Linked DNA regions of Bicyclus anynana: region 1 is linked to region 2. The links are chromatin contacts, called in public Hi-C maps. All regions are on one chromosome and are shown on one strand. Each heading gives the region's core, a stretch centred on a gene start, on an enhancer-like site or on the middle of the called end of the contact. The rest is flanking DNA. Distances are from core to core; before and after follow the strand shown.

Region 1 (6,619 bases), core at 1,421-3,920, 42 kb after region 2:
CGGCTCACTGCTGAGTTTGAGTCTCCTCTCAGAATGAGATGGGTTAGGCCAAAGAATTAAGGAAATTCTCTGGTATGCAGTTTCCTCACGATGTTTTCCTTCACCGTTTGAGACACGTGATATTTAATTTCTTAAAATGTACAACTGAAAAGTTGGAAGTGCCTGCTGCGGACCGGATTCGAAGCTTCACCCTCCGGAATCGGAGGCAAAGGTCATATCCACTGGGTTATCACAGCTTGTAAACGGTAACGGTTTGTGTAGTCTCGGCATAATATGAAAAAAAAAAACGCTCACAAAACGCTTCCCTAACGAATAAAGAGTGATTACTGTATAAAAGACGTTGATATATTACTTCTATCATTAAACGGTCAAGATGATATATCTTAATGTGAGATAATACATGATAACACTGAATACATACCGTCACGGTAGTTAATAAGTGAGCTGCAAAGTTTTTGCGCTAAATGCAATTATCATAGATACGCAATTAGCAAATGGGCAGTTAACATTTACGGATGTAAACGTTGTGTTTTTGCTTTCATTTTTTTGGCATTTATTAATAAGTTACGGTGAATTTCATGCATTTTGTTAGACTAATGTTGGTGGTTCGTCAACTTAATGAATAGGGATGATGACAGTTTTTTAAATTGTATATAAATTAGGAGTAAACTAATAGTAAAGCAATTTTGTAAAAGGAACAAGGTATCTGCGATCATTACTTTCGGAGCTACAGGGATTTAAAGAGTCAGATTTGCGGCGCTACCGCGGATCCCTGAAAAACGCCCCATACAAAATGGTACGAACTAATGACGTCGTAGGCAATGTAATGATCGTTAGATTTGTATGTGCGTTCAAACAAAATTACTAATATCTTTGTTATTTGTGCGTTTATGTTTATAGTTCAAATATTAAAAAATGTCACATATAATGTAAGGAAGCTAAAACTGTATGAATTTTCATCTAATTACGATAAAATATTTTTAATAGATTTTGAAATTTTATAATCTCATTTATTTTGCAATTATCCAGACAATCTTTGCTTTTTATGTATAAATTAGTTTACATTGACCCTATTTACCCGAATGTATCATAAAAATCAATATATTCAAACCTAGTCATCATCCCCATTGCATTAATGGACCGTGCATTAGATGCAATTCACTAAGTTTGCGAACTTGACTCAATTTATAGCTCTAAATGACATTATACTAATTTTTACACGTTTTTTATTAGCTTCACTTGTAACTATGTATGTAAGAAAATCTTGGAATCTTAATTTGACCCACTTCCCGGTCTTCGATTAAGATGTAATTTTGCACACGCTCTGGATTCTGATGACAATACATGACTAGCTTAGAAACGTCATTACATATCCAATATGGCGGCCTCCCAAATCACTTTAACTATGTATCTAAAACAATCTTGGAATCTTAATTTGACCCACTTCCCAGTCTTCGATTAAGATGAAATTTTGCACACGCTCTGAGTTCTGATTACAATACATGACTAGCTTTGAAACGTCATTACAAATTCAATATGGCGGCCTCCCCAATCACTTGTAACTATGTATCTAAAATAATATGGGAATTTTAATTTGACCCACTTCCCGGTCCTTGATTAGGATGAAATTTTACACACGCTTTGAATTCTAATGACAATACATGACTAGCTAAGAAACGTCATTACAAATCCAATATGGCGGCCTCCCGAAGATGGCGGATTGGCTGTTTGAAATTCACCCCCATGATGTGGATATCAAATGAAAGCGTTTGCTATCAGGAATACGAAAAAAATAATCACGTGACTTTTGACCAATTTTGTAATTTTTAGTGCGTGTTAAAAGCGTGTTTTTTAGTTTTTTAAACTATTTAAATTTATTTAATATGTCCATATAAAAATCAAATTTAAATTCAAAATTCATTTATATCAATTTGGCTTAGTTTACAAGCTTCTTTGAAATGTCAAGTTATGCCATGATTTAATGATGGTAAATAAAGTCAAAAACTTAAAATGAAAGTTACATATGTTCCAAAAGCGTTTGGTCTTGGCTTGAGAAGAGCCCATTACAAACTCATCATCATCATCATCATATCAGCCGATGGACGTCCACTGCAGGACATAGGCCTTCTGTAGGGACTTCCAAACATTTCGATCCAGCGAACCGCTGCGACTCGCATGATGTCCTCAGACCACCTGATGGGGGGTCGACCAACACTGCACTTACCAGTGCGAGTTCGCCATTCCAGCACTTTGGGACCCCAACGTCCATCGACTCTTCGCAACTTGTTGAGCTATGTCGGTGACTTTGGTTCTTCTGCGGATCTCCTCATTTCTCCTCCTTCATTCGATCACGCAGAGATACTCCTAACATAGCCTGCTGTGTGACTCTGAGCCTTCTTATGTGGCCCATAGTTTGCAAACAAACTCAGTCAAGGATTATTTGTTTACACTAATCGGATTCGAACCTACCACCGGAATCGGGGCACAGGTCATATCCACTCGGCTATCACGGCTCTAGTAACCTAATTTAATTAATTTAATGGGTCAAGCTAATTAATCGCTCCTAATTTGCTAACGTGCTAGTTTTAAAGACATCATTTCTATGCAACACAGAAATGTAAAAGTTATATAAATATGAAATGCCAAGGACTTGTTACGATATTCCGTCGTATACAGACTGGTCTGCGGTGCATTCCGATCACAGGTAGGCATACGTAGTAAAATCGACCTTGGCAAATGATTAACAGTTTCGTGAAATTATGAGCTCGTTTTTATTACGACCGTTTTTTTTTCTCTGTCGTCATAGTTGTTTGAGTTTTGATTTACAGTTTTAGTAGTTTTTTTTTTCATTAAACAATTTTTTTTTTAATGATAACTCGATATAAGTAAGTTACTACGCAAAAAAAGGTTTTTTGACGACAATATTTTTTCTATTTATAAGTAAATTGTATCTCAGATATCTGTTTAATTATTTATAGTCGTCTTTTTAACGAATGGTGGTTTTAAAAAAGCTTTTTTACGGATAACTTTATTTATGTTGAATGTTAATGTAATGTAATTAAATAACAGTTACGTGATAAAGTTTTTTAGACGACAATAATTTTTCTATTTATGAGTAAATTGTATCTCAGATATCTGTTTTATTATTAATAGTCGTCTTTTTAACGAATGGTGGTTTTAAAAAAGCTTTTTTACGGATAACTTTATTTATGTTGAATGTTAATGTAATGTAATTAAATAACAGTTACGTGATAAAGTTTTTTAGACGACAATAATTTTTCTATTTATGAGTAAATTGTATCTCAGATATCTATTTAATTATTATTAGATATCAAAATGTAGTCTTCTTTTGAACGAATGGTGATTTAAAAAATCGACTGTATTTTATTGACTGGTCTTTGACTGTGATTTAGTCTTTGACTGTGGTCCGACCCCCAAGTTAATTGGCGATAAAATTTGATATGATAGAATACTCTAGAATACTCTAACGTATCAATTACATCGTTTTTATTTGCTTTAGCTATCTAATATTTAATTGGAAAAAAATGAATAACCCAGCAAAGTTCCCAACTAAGCAAAGGTTTTCAATTTTAATTAAAAAAAAATTCGCACATTTTCTTATACCTAATTATTTATAGAAAAAAATTTATTACAGTAAAATTACTTCATACTATTATAGTAATTTATACTATTATAGTAATTCAAAACAATAAATAAATTTAAAAAAATATTAAATAAATGTTTTAACAAAGTACTTTTTCTTGTTGCAGGTAAAATGGCGCCATCTATTGGCGTAGCAGAGTTCTATGCCGGGAAAACAATTTTTATCACCGGTGCAACAGGTTTTATGGGAAAAGTTCTCATAGAAAAACTGTTAAGATGTTGCCCGGATTTAAACAAGATCTACCTGTTGATGCGGCCGAAAAGAGGGCAAAGTACCAAAGAGAGACTCGACGACTTTATGCATTGTCGGGTAAGTTGTAGCGCCATCTAGCGTCAAGTAGTTTATTTTCATTAAAGCTCTAAATAGTTAAGTTTATGTGTAAGCATACTTTATACTCTCTCTGCCAATTCACATTGCAAATACGACATAGACTCCACACGAAAAGTCATATCTCCATTCTCGCAAAATTGTACAGTTTGTTTCGCACTCTTTTATGAAAACTGACTGCATAATGTTTATTGATGATGAAAGATTTTGAAGATAATAATTAAGTCGCGAAGCCCGCGAACGCCATATAGATCACAGAGTACGCGCCGTGAGTGTTGAGCGCGTATAAACATATTCTTTACAGCGCCATCTCTTATTAAGTAGCATCATAAAATAATTTTTCATTTTATTTATTTCAGGTTTTTGATAACCTTCAAGAGACATCTCCTAAATCTTTCGACAAGCTCCATGTCATCAAGGGTGACATATTGCAAGATGAACTAGGGATGTCTAACCAGGACTGGGACATGTTGCAGAGGGAAACACAGATAATGTACCACTGCGCTGCTTGTGTTAGGTAGGTAAAACTGAATGACTTATCTTAGGGCTTCCGCACACGGGCCACCGGCCACAACGACAAAACGCCGCTACCGGCATATTTCCTATAATTTTCATACATTTTGTATTGACTCGCCACACACGGTTGATGACGGTGGCCGCCACACGCTACATACAGTAGTCGCTGCTGGCTTCTTGTAGCCCGCACTAAACACAAAACGCCGCAACACGCCATTCACGCGATTATGATACTGCATGTATGGGTTAAAAAGTAGGAGCCACCGACCACAAGCTAACAAGTGTCGACCACCGGCCACAAGTGGCGGTCGCGCGCTCCAGCTACTTTTGTGGTCCCTTCTTACTTCTTGCAGCATCGTTTGTGGCTATCGCGTGTGGCCTGTGTGCGACGACACTTAATGTTAGTTATTTTTATAGCACATCAATATAAATATAAATAAAAGTCTCTGATTTTAAAATAGGTTTATTCTAATGTTTCTTAATTACTCGACACTAAATTACAAACAAGCAGGATTTGCGGAAAACTAATTTTCACGTGACTGACGTCGTAGGCGTCTGCTAGAGAGAGACGAATATCTTAGCATTCCATGGATTCACCTTGCGGGTGTCGGTCCATCGCGTGGTAGAGAGAAGAACTCCGAGCAGAGTCCTGAACTTGTGACTACAGGATGTAGGGTTAAGGAATATATAATACAAAATAAAACATTTAGTCAGTATTTATAGTGAACTTCCATTAAGTGACGCCTGTTTCTATTCAACCCTTAGTATGTTTCTAGAAGTAAATAACGAGTTGGTTCTTCCCAGGTTCGACATGTTCATCCGTGACGCGGTCAACATGAACACTGTGGGAACAATGAGGGCGCTCAAGTTAGCGGAGGGCATGAAAAAACTGGAGGTATGAGTGATCAATATCTATATTCTATACCACAGAACAGACAACGCTAAAATCTAACGCTTCTTATATCTGTGTTCTATACTAATGTTGTAGAAGGATCTCTATCTTTTTTTTAATCTTTACAAGTTTGCCCTTAACTACAATCTCACCTGATGGTAAGTGAAGATGCAATCTAATATGAAATCGGGCTAACTTCGAGGAGGATGAAAATCCACACCCGTTTAGGTTTCTACGGCGACATCGTACCGGAACGCTAAATCGCTTAGCGGTACGTCTTTGCCAGCCAGACCTGGACCTATTAAGAAAATCTCAATTGGCCTAGCTGGGGATCGAACCTCGGCTCCCCGTTTTGTAAATCCACCTCGCATACCTGCGCCACGGAGGCCGTCAAATCTGGATCTACAGTACCAATGTTGAAAAATATTTTTCTAATAGAAAGCCATCTTTTCTGTGAGTGTCCTAAGCTATATTTTATACCAGCACTCCCACGGGAACAGGAACTACGCGGATGAAACCGCGCGGCATCTATTAATCTATACTAATTTTGAAATCCACTGGCCTTATTTTTTTTTTTTTTAGCTAATAATAATTTGAATATTTTCAGGTATTAGTCCACGTGTCAACGTCGTACTGCCGGTGTGAGCTCCCGGTGCTGGAAGAGAAGGTGTACCCATCTGTGCACAGGCCACAGAACATCATTCAATGCGTCAAATGGATGGACGACGACCTTCTTAACTATTTGCAACCCAAGTGAGAAAATGTATATATTATATCTATAAATTTAAAAGCGAAAATACTCATCACGAAGTATCGAAAACCGCTTGACGTACCTACAATGATTATAGTTAGTAGATGAAAGGGATGAAACAAAGTTCTTAGCTGTTTGATGAAAATCGGCCCAAGAGGTTTGCCGTCACAAAATGGCATTACAAATCCCTCAATATGGGTATCAAATGAAAGGGTTTGACTAGTAGAATACTACATACTATCACAAATTTCAAATAGAAGATGACCGCCACCAGAAAATGGCGAGTTACATTTTTTGTTGGGGTTTTTTTTTTATTTTTTATTACGTTATGTTAAAAATAACGAATGTCAGCTCGTAGTTGTTTATGTGTAAAAAAAATCTGTTGCAGATATTCCCTATCAGATATCGATTAATCCTATAACTTTATTTTCAAAACACTGTCCCAAATTCTTAATTTACCGTGTACTAA
Region 2 (6,954 bases), core at 2,315-4,814:
TCATATCTTTTATGTATACTAATATTATCAGAGGATAGTTTGTGTGTTTGTTTGTATGTTTATTTTTATATAAACGCGCTGATCATTATTATCAGATAAACTGACTACATCAAGCTGGTTTTATGAAGCCGCTGGATGCTAGCGGCTCGAGACCGTGGTATTTGAAAGTCCATACAAGAGGCCTATGTCCAGCTGTGGACGTCCGTCAGGTCATAATGATGATGAACTTACTAACTTAAAATATAAAATCCAGCTGAATATCTCACGACAAAATGCAGGAATAATGAGAGACTAAAAAAAAATAATGATGATGACCAGCTAAGCTATTCTATAACGATATTTTAATAACTCGCAAATGCGAGTTTCGAATTCACCTCTATCTCTCTCTGTTTATCACGATACTATAGAATGAGAAAAATAGCGGTGAATTCGAAACTCGCACTTGCGAGTTATACAAAACATCGTTAGAGAATAGCCGTGCAGGTCTCCCTCTTTATAGGATATTAGATATTGGATATGGAACTTAGACCCACCCGAGCTGTTCCAATCCGGCTTAGGCTTTTTAGGGTTAGGATACTTTTTTTGGAATTCTTAACGATTGCTATCAGATTATAATGATAATGACCTCGGCCGAGGCTTAACACTGCTGAAAATTATTTTTATTATTATTTAACATTATTTTTATTATTTTTTAACAGCTCGACCGAATCTAGGACCTCGCACTGGACTTGATACAAACATACAGTTGCCTGAGGAAAATTCGAAAGAAAAATAAAAAGAATTCAAATCGAATTGCGCATGGGAATTCCCACTTCGGTTAACTTTTTCTTTCTTGTTGAAAGTAAAAGTAGGTTCCATACTTTGTTGTACGGAGTTATTAGTTAGTATTATACTGGTCATCTATAGTTTATGGTGATAATTAAATCAATGTTTATCATCAATACTATATAATTAAAATTGATATGTGTGTCAGTGATTTTAAAATACATAACTATGTTTTGTCATATGTTTAGAATTACCTTCTTATTTTTGACGGCCTCCGTGGCGCAGTGGTATACGCGGTGGATTTACAAGATGGAGGTCCTGGGTTCGATCCCCGGCTGGGCAGATTGAGATTTTCTTAATTGGTCCAGGTCTGGCTGGTGGGAGGCTTCAGCCGTGGCTAGTTACCACCCTACCGGCAAAGACGTACCTCCAAGCGGTTTAGCGTTCCGGTACGATGCCGTGTAGAAACCGAAAGGGGTGTGGATTTTCATCCTCCTCCTTACAAGTTCTCCCGCTTCCATATAAGACTACATCATCACTTATCATCAGGTGAGATTGTAGTCAAGAGCTAACTTGTAGACAAAAAAAAAAAATATAATTTTTAGTAGGTACTCGATAAATACAAACTAAAACTTTGTATGTTTATTTGTCCGGGCTAATTTCTGGAACTGGACTGGCATTGATAGATAGTGGTCGCTATCTATACTAATATTATAAAGCTGATGAGTTTGTTTGTTTGCTTGAACGCGCTAATCTCAGGAACTACTGAACCGATTTGAAAAATTCTTTCAGTGTTAGATAGCCTATTTATCGAGGAAGGCTATAGGCTACTTATTATCTCCGTATTTCTACGTGAAAGAGAACCACGCGGGTGAAACCGCGCGGCGTCAGCTAGTCAGCAATATATCGTTTATCTACTGAAAAAAATCTTTGTTTCCCGCGGGATTTGTGAAAAACTGAATTTCACTTGGACGAAGTCTGCTATCTTACTAATACTATGCAGATGAAAGATTTGATTGTATGTTTGCATTGATTAGGCTCTGAAACTAGTGTAACTAGTGTGTGGGTACTTTATTATATTTCTAAGGGAATGTGAACAACGAAACCACAAATCATTTGGTAAGTAGGCAATGATATTTTCCTACTAATATTGTAAACGCAAAAGTTTGTATGGATGTTTGGATGTTTGTTTAGATGTTTGATCCTCCTTAACGTTGCGGCTACTGATGCGATTTGGCTGAAATTTGGAATGGAAATAGATTTTACTCTGAACTATCACATAATGCACATAGGCATTATTCATCCCGGAAAAATTAATGATTCCTGCGGGATTTGTGAAAAACTGAAATCCACGCGGACGAAGTCACAGGCGTCCGCTAGCTTAAAATAAATATCAAAGATTAGGTATTAAGCCTCAATCTTAAAATCTAATAAGTTACGGTCGAATTTCAACCTTACAATCGGCCCGGTAGTCATAACTTAATAATAATTAATACAGCAATCATGTATCTATGTATTATGATAATTAATATTGACGGCCGTATCAATAAAAAGTGATATCTCTTCGATCTCTCTGCTTGGGCAATCTTACGTATCTAGACTAGCCGACGCCGGCGACTTGGTCGGCGTGGCATGCAATGATATTCTACATTAGAGATGGGGCACTGGATGAGGTGGACAATTAATGTGGAAAATTGACTTAATTTCATGTAATTGGTTATTAAACAACGAATGATATTTAAATAAATCATCAATCAATCATAAAATCATCATAGATGCGTACGAGTAAGTACATAATTATGTAAGGCACTGATTGTTTGTTAAAAATTTGAAATTGGAACGAAATGCAGCGTTCTTGTCTATGGAATGCGTAATTTTTTTTATTTTTATTGAGTTGCGACTTGCGCCTAAATTATTTTATTTTCTCGCAATCGTAATGAAACCTCTAGTTGTTACACTAGAGGTTTCATTACGATTGCAGGACTAAACCCATTTTAAACTCGGTTTCTATTTAGCGGCCCTCGCCTTACGGCTAGTGGCTTATAAGTACCTCGTCTATAATGGGTCTTATTAGCCCTTTGTACTACTTTTACCTTTTTTTTGTAATTTTCATGTTTTTTTTATCTTATTTGTGTTATGATTTTTTGGCTGAATAAATGTTTTATTATTATTATTATTATTATTACCTATTGATCAGGTTGAAGGAATTTCAAATTTATATGGGACCAATTTTTAATAATTTTTAATAATTATCTCAAAATCGGACCATTTAGTATAAAGTTATGCGTGGTCATACATAAAAAAATCAAGTATGCGAGAACCCCTTTTTTCGTGGGTTGAAAAGTCAAAACTTATTAGACAGCGCCATCTAGTGGGTCGTTTTGAAGTTAAACTAGCGACATCTTTTTCCAATGGCCTGAACTAATTAAGACACGATTATACCACCTTTTCTTTTCACCTAAATTTACGTTACCGCCATCTATTGACCAGTAGTCATATTTTTTGCAATATTAAACTATTAGAATTAATATTTAATATTGTTTTTTAATAATTTATGCAATCTATGATAGTATTAATATACAATAATTATTTTGCAATCTTACATGAGTATTGTGATGTCATTATGAATAGACATAAATTTGGTTATCTTTGTTTTTATTGGTTCACCGGTAATTTTGGTTTACTACATTTCAGCGCCATCTTTTGCCGAGTAGCAATGTAATTACAATTAGACTAAATCACTAAAGATTCATGATGTTGCAATGTCCGTTAATATCCATTGTTTCGCAACTGAACATGTGCAGCTGTGATGTCGCGATTATGAATGAAACCTAGAACTGTGTCAATACGAATATTGTCTTTGGTTCAGATTCAGGTACTTACCTTTTTAAGTCGCAACCCGTTGCAACCTATAGGTACCTACCTACCTAGATTGCGTTTGAGTTTGACTACAATTGACTACAATCACAATCATGCGCTTGACTCCTTTTAAAAATGTTCTTAGGGTATTCATTGCATAACACACTTTTCAAAAAATGTGTACCTTAAGATAATAAAGATAAAATTTATAATCACAATCTGCGATTTTGTTCAATTTTAAGCATTTTCGTCTTGGGTTCCGATACGATGCCGCGTAGAAACCGCCAGAGTTTGGTACAACTAACTTGTAAGTACTTCTTCGAAGAAAGGCTCGCTTCCATCTTAGACTGCATCGTCACTTATCATCAGGTGAGTTGTTGCAGGAACTTGTCATTGAATAAAAACATATGGTCTGAAAAAATACTCGTAGTCATATAGGTAGGTCAATGTGTAGATATGAACAATTAACTACTAGAATGACTCGTCAGCCGGGTTTCCCCGCGACTTATGCATTGTAACATAACATAATAATAGGTACCAGAGGCGAAGTGTTAATGCAAGCTGATTCCCGGGTTACCTTTAAAAATCCGTGCATATTCATTGTAGTATTGTATGTAGATATATGAGAAACCGAAGTTATTATCACCTTACCATTACCTTCATCTAAATTCCATTCTTCGCCACTGATAGGTACCGAACTACCAGATAACGCCCGCGAGTTCTTACGCCCTTAGACTTCCTTAATCCGGCACTGTCGCAAAATCCTTCTTAGTGGAGGTATTCTAACTATAAACTACCTCCCCGCCAAAATTAATTTTTATATGTCAAGCAGTGTTCGAGATAATCGTAATGATCCTTACGCTTTTATTTAATTAAAATAAAAACACAATTGAACTTTTTAAAACTTTTGTCTGACTGTATCTCTTTCTGTTGGTATGGGCTAATCTCTGGAATGGCTAAAGGCTCCATGTTGATGATATTTCAAAATATTGAGCCAAATACAACTCAAAGCCCCCTAGGTGGAGAACATCAAGCGAGTCGCAGGGATTCGCTGGATGTATCCGGATTAGGCGACTCAGGATCGTGTCCAAAGTTTGGAAGTCCATACAAAAGGCCTATATCCTGCATTAGACGTCTATCGACTGATATGATGATGATGATGATGACGATGACGATGATGATGAGACCTCGGACCGCCAGAAAATCATGAGTGATCTTTCGTTTTTATTTGCAGAGTTTGATAAGGGCTCTTCTCGGGCTAAGGCACGTTTAGACCCTCGTTACTTAAACTTTATGCTTTAAGTATGCGATTTTTCATGTATAAGTTTTAAGTTAAGACACGTCACGTAGACACGTCCGTGAACTCACAAGGTTTCACCTGAAAACCAGCGCCACAGCTCGCTGTGGCATCGTGCTGAGGTGGATACCTGTTTTGTCCACGACCAGATATTTGTATGTTCTGTTTGTTTATTTTATTTTATTTTATTACTCGTGTGTGGGCAAATAAAGATATATTCTATTCTATTTTATACTTATAACTTTTTTAAATCAATGTTAAAAAAATAACAAATGTGATGATGAAATAAAAATCCTAGGAGCTTTAAATAAACAATTAATCATTTATATTGTAAGATAAGTAATTTAACCTTTAAATTATTTTTAATTTAAACAAAAATGTTCGCTGTATAATGTTTATATAGAAAACAAAATTTAGGTACATCGTGACCTCATTCGCTGTCCGACTATTAAATAAACATTAAGAAGTACCTGTCTATAATAATAATGTAATCAGTGAGTTGTTCTTACTACTAGATTAATCAGTATCTAATAGATAGATTAGTTAATATCCGGGATGTATTGTTATTAAATAAACGTAGTAGTCAGGGATCCATAGAATATTTTGTACAACTGACTACTAAATGCAAACTAATTTTACAAATGTCAAGCTAATTTTTCGTGAGTAGCTTCATCTCGAGCGATGAGACAATCAACTTTTTTATTTACGAAAATTCTTGATCCTGGGTCAACTGAGTTACCAGGAAATAAAAATTTCTAAGCGTTGGTTCGAGACAATTTACCACGCAATTTGTAGGACATTGTGGCTGTTAAGTTGTTTAACTATTAAATAATCAACATTAAAAAAAACATCTGGTTAGTAACAACTTAATAAAAGCTGTCAATGACAAAGTCAATCAAAAATTGTGAATTTTATCTCGAAAGGATACGAATTACCCACCTGTAACAAGTAATTTAATTGTTAAGGCAAATATAGATTTCTTTGAAAATTGGTTTCATGAGTTTTCCTTCACGTCATCAACCCATATTCGGCTCACTGCTGAGCTCGAGTCTCCTCTCAGAATGAGAGGGGTTAGGCCAATAGTCCACCACGCTGGCCCAATGCGCATTGGCAGACTTCACACACGCAGAGAATTAAGATAATTCTCTGGTATGCAGGTTTCCTCACGATGTTTTCTTTCACCGTTTGAGACACGTGATATTTAATTTCTTAAGAGTTTTCCTTAATTGTCCTAATTTATGGCCAACTTGATGTTTTCTTTCACCGATTGAGACACGTGATATTTAATTTCTTAAGAGTTTTCCTTAATTGTCCTAATTTATGGCCAACTTTCAAATCTATTTCGAATTTAACTTTCAAATTTACTCGGGCCCTAATTATATCATTCGTAGATATAATTAGGGCCCGAGTTTGTATGGAAACTCTTGGAAGTTTCGTCTTTGAAGGGGTTAATACTTTCTCTAAGGGCATCCTGTTAGAATCGGATCTCAGCGAGACTAGTGGACTCGAATGGGGTTTGTGCTTCAACTGGAATCCATCCTGATGTACCCGTGAAGCACTTCAATCTTCACTTTCACTACACTCAGCTTCGACAGTGAAAACGCAGTGTGAAACTTGATTGTATAATCAAGAGATGTTTTATTTATTAAATGTCAAGTTAGCTCTTGACCTGTAGCCATGTAGCATGTCAATTCTCTTTCTACAAACGCAAACGCTTCGAAATTTAAAAAATGTATAGGAATTAGTCAATTACATTCACTATCGACATGTCCGTGATCAAGTTGTCGATCGATTCTGTCGTTCGCGTACATTTTATTAGTTTTCGAAGCATCAGCGATTGTAGAAAGATAAACGAAGTGCCACATGGCTAAGGTCGTTTGTTTGCTATCTTACTTGCAGAGGTACGTGTTTATTCTACTCATCTCTGATGGTGACCACGCGCCATCGTACTAGAGCGCTAAATCTCTAGGCGTTCAATCTTTGTATGTAGGGTGGTATCTAGCCACGGCCGATGCCTACCATCAGACCAGACC

Evidence for each region. Hi-C and Micro-C count contacts between places; a contact is called where the count stands out from the background.
Region 1: a contact with region 2 is called in a Hi-C map of whole larva, with 5 times the contacts expected there. The contact joins two enhancer-like sites. A contact is called at or near these places in 2 of 2 Hi-C or Micro-C datasets (whole body and whole larva).

What each region holds. Positions count from the first base shown.
Region 1 is chr8:4,582,726-4,589,344 of ilBicAnyn1.1, forward strand. It overlaps LOC112042790 (putative fatty acyl-CoA reductase CG5065), which reads left to right. Exons shown (of 13, transcript XM_024077950.2): 2 at 3,771-3,973; 3 at 4,351-4,508; 4 at 5,312-5,402; 5 at 6,007-6,152. The coding sequence starts at 3,776. Among protein-coding and RNA genes, the nearest start is that of LOC112058631, 25 kb to the right of the region's middle. Within about 2 kb of position 2,671, at least 7 of the 8 cell types and tissues checked have open chromatin away from gene starts, as enhancers often do.
Region 2 is chr8:4,539,832-4,546,785 of ilBicAnyn1.1, forward strand. No RefSeq gene overlaps it. Among protein-coding and RNA genes, the nearest start is that of LOC112042790, 9.2 kb to the right of the region's middle. Within about 2 kb of position 3,565, at least 2 of the 8 cell types and tissues checked have open chromatin away from gene starts, as enhancers often do.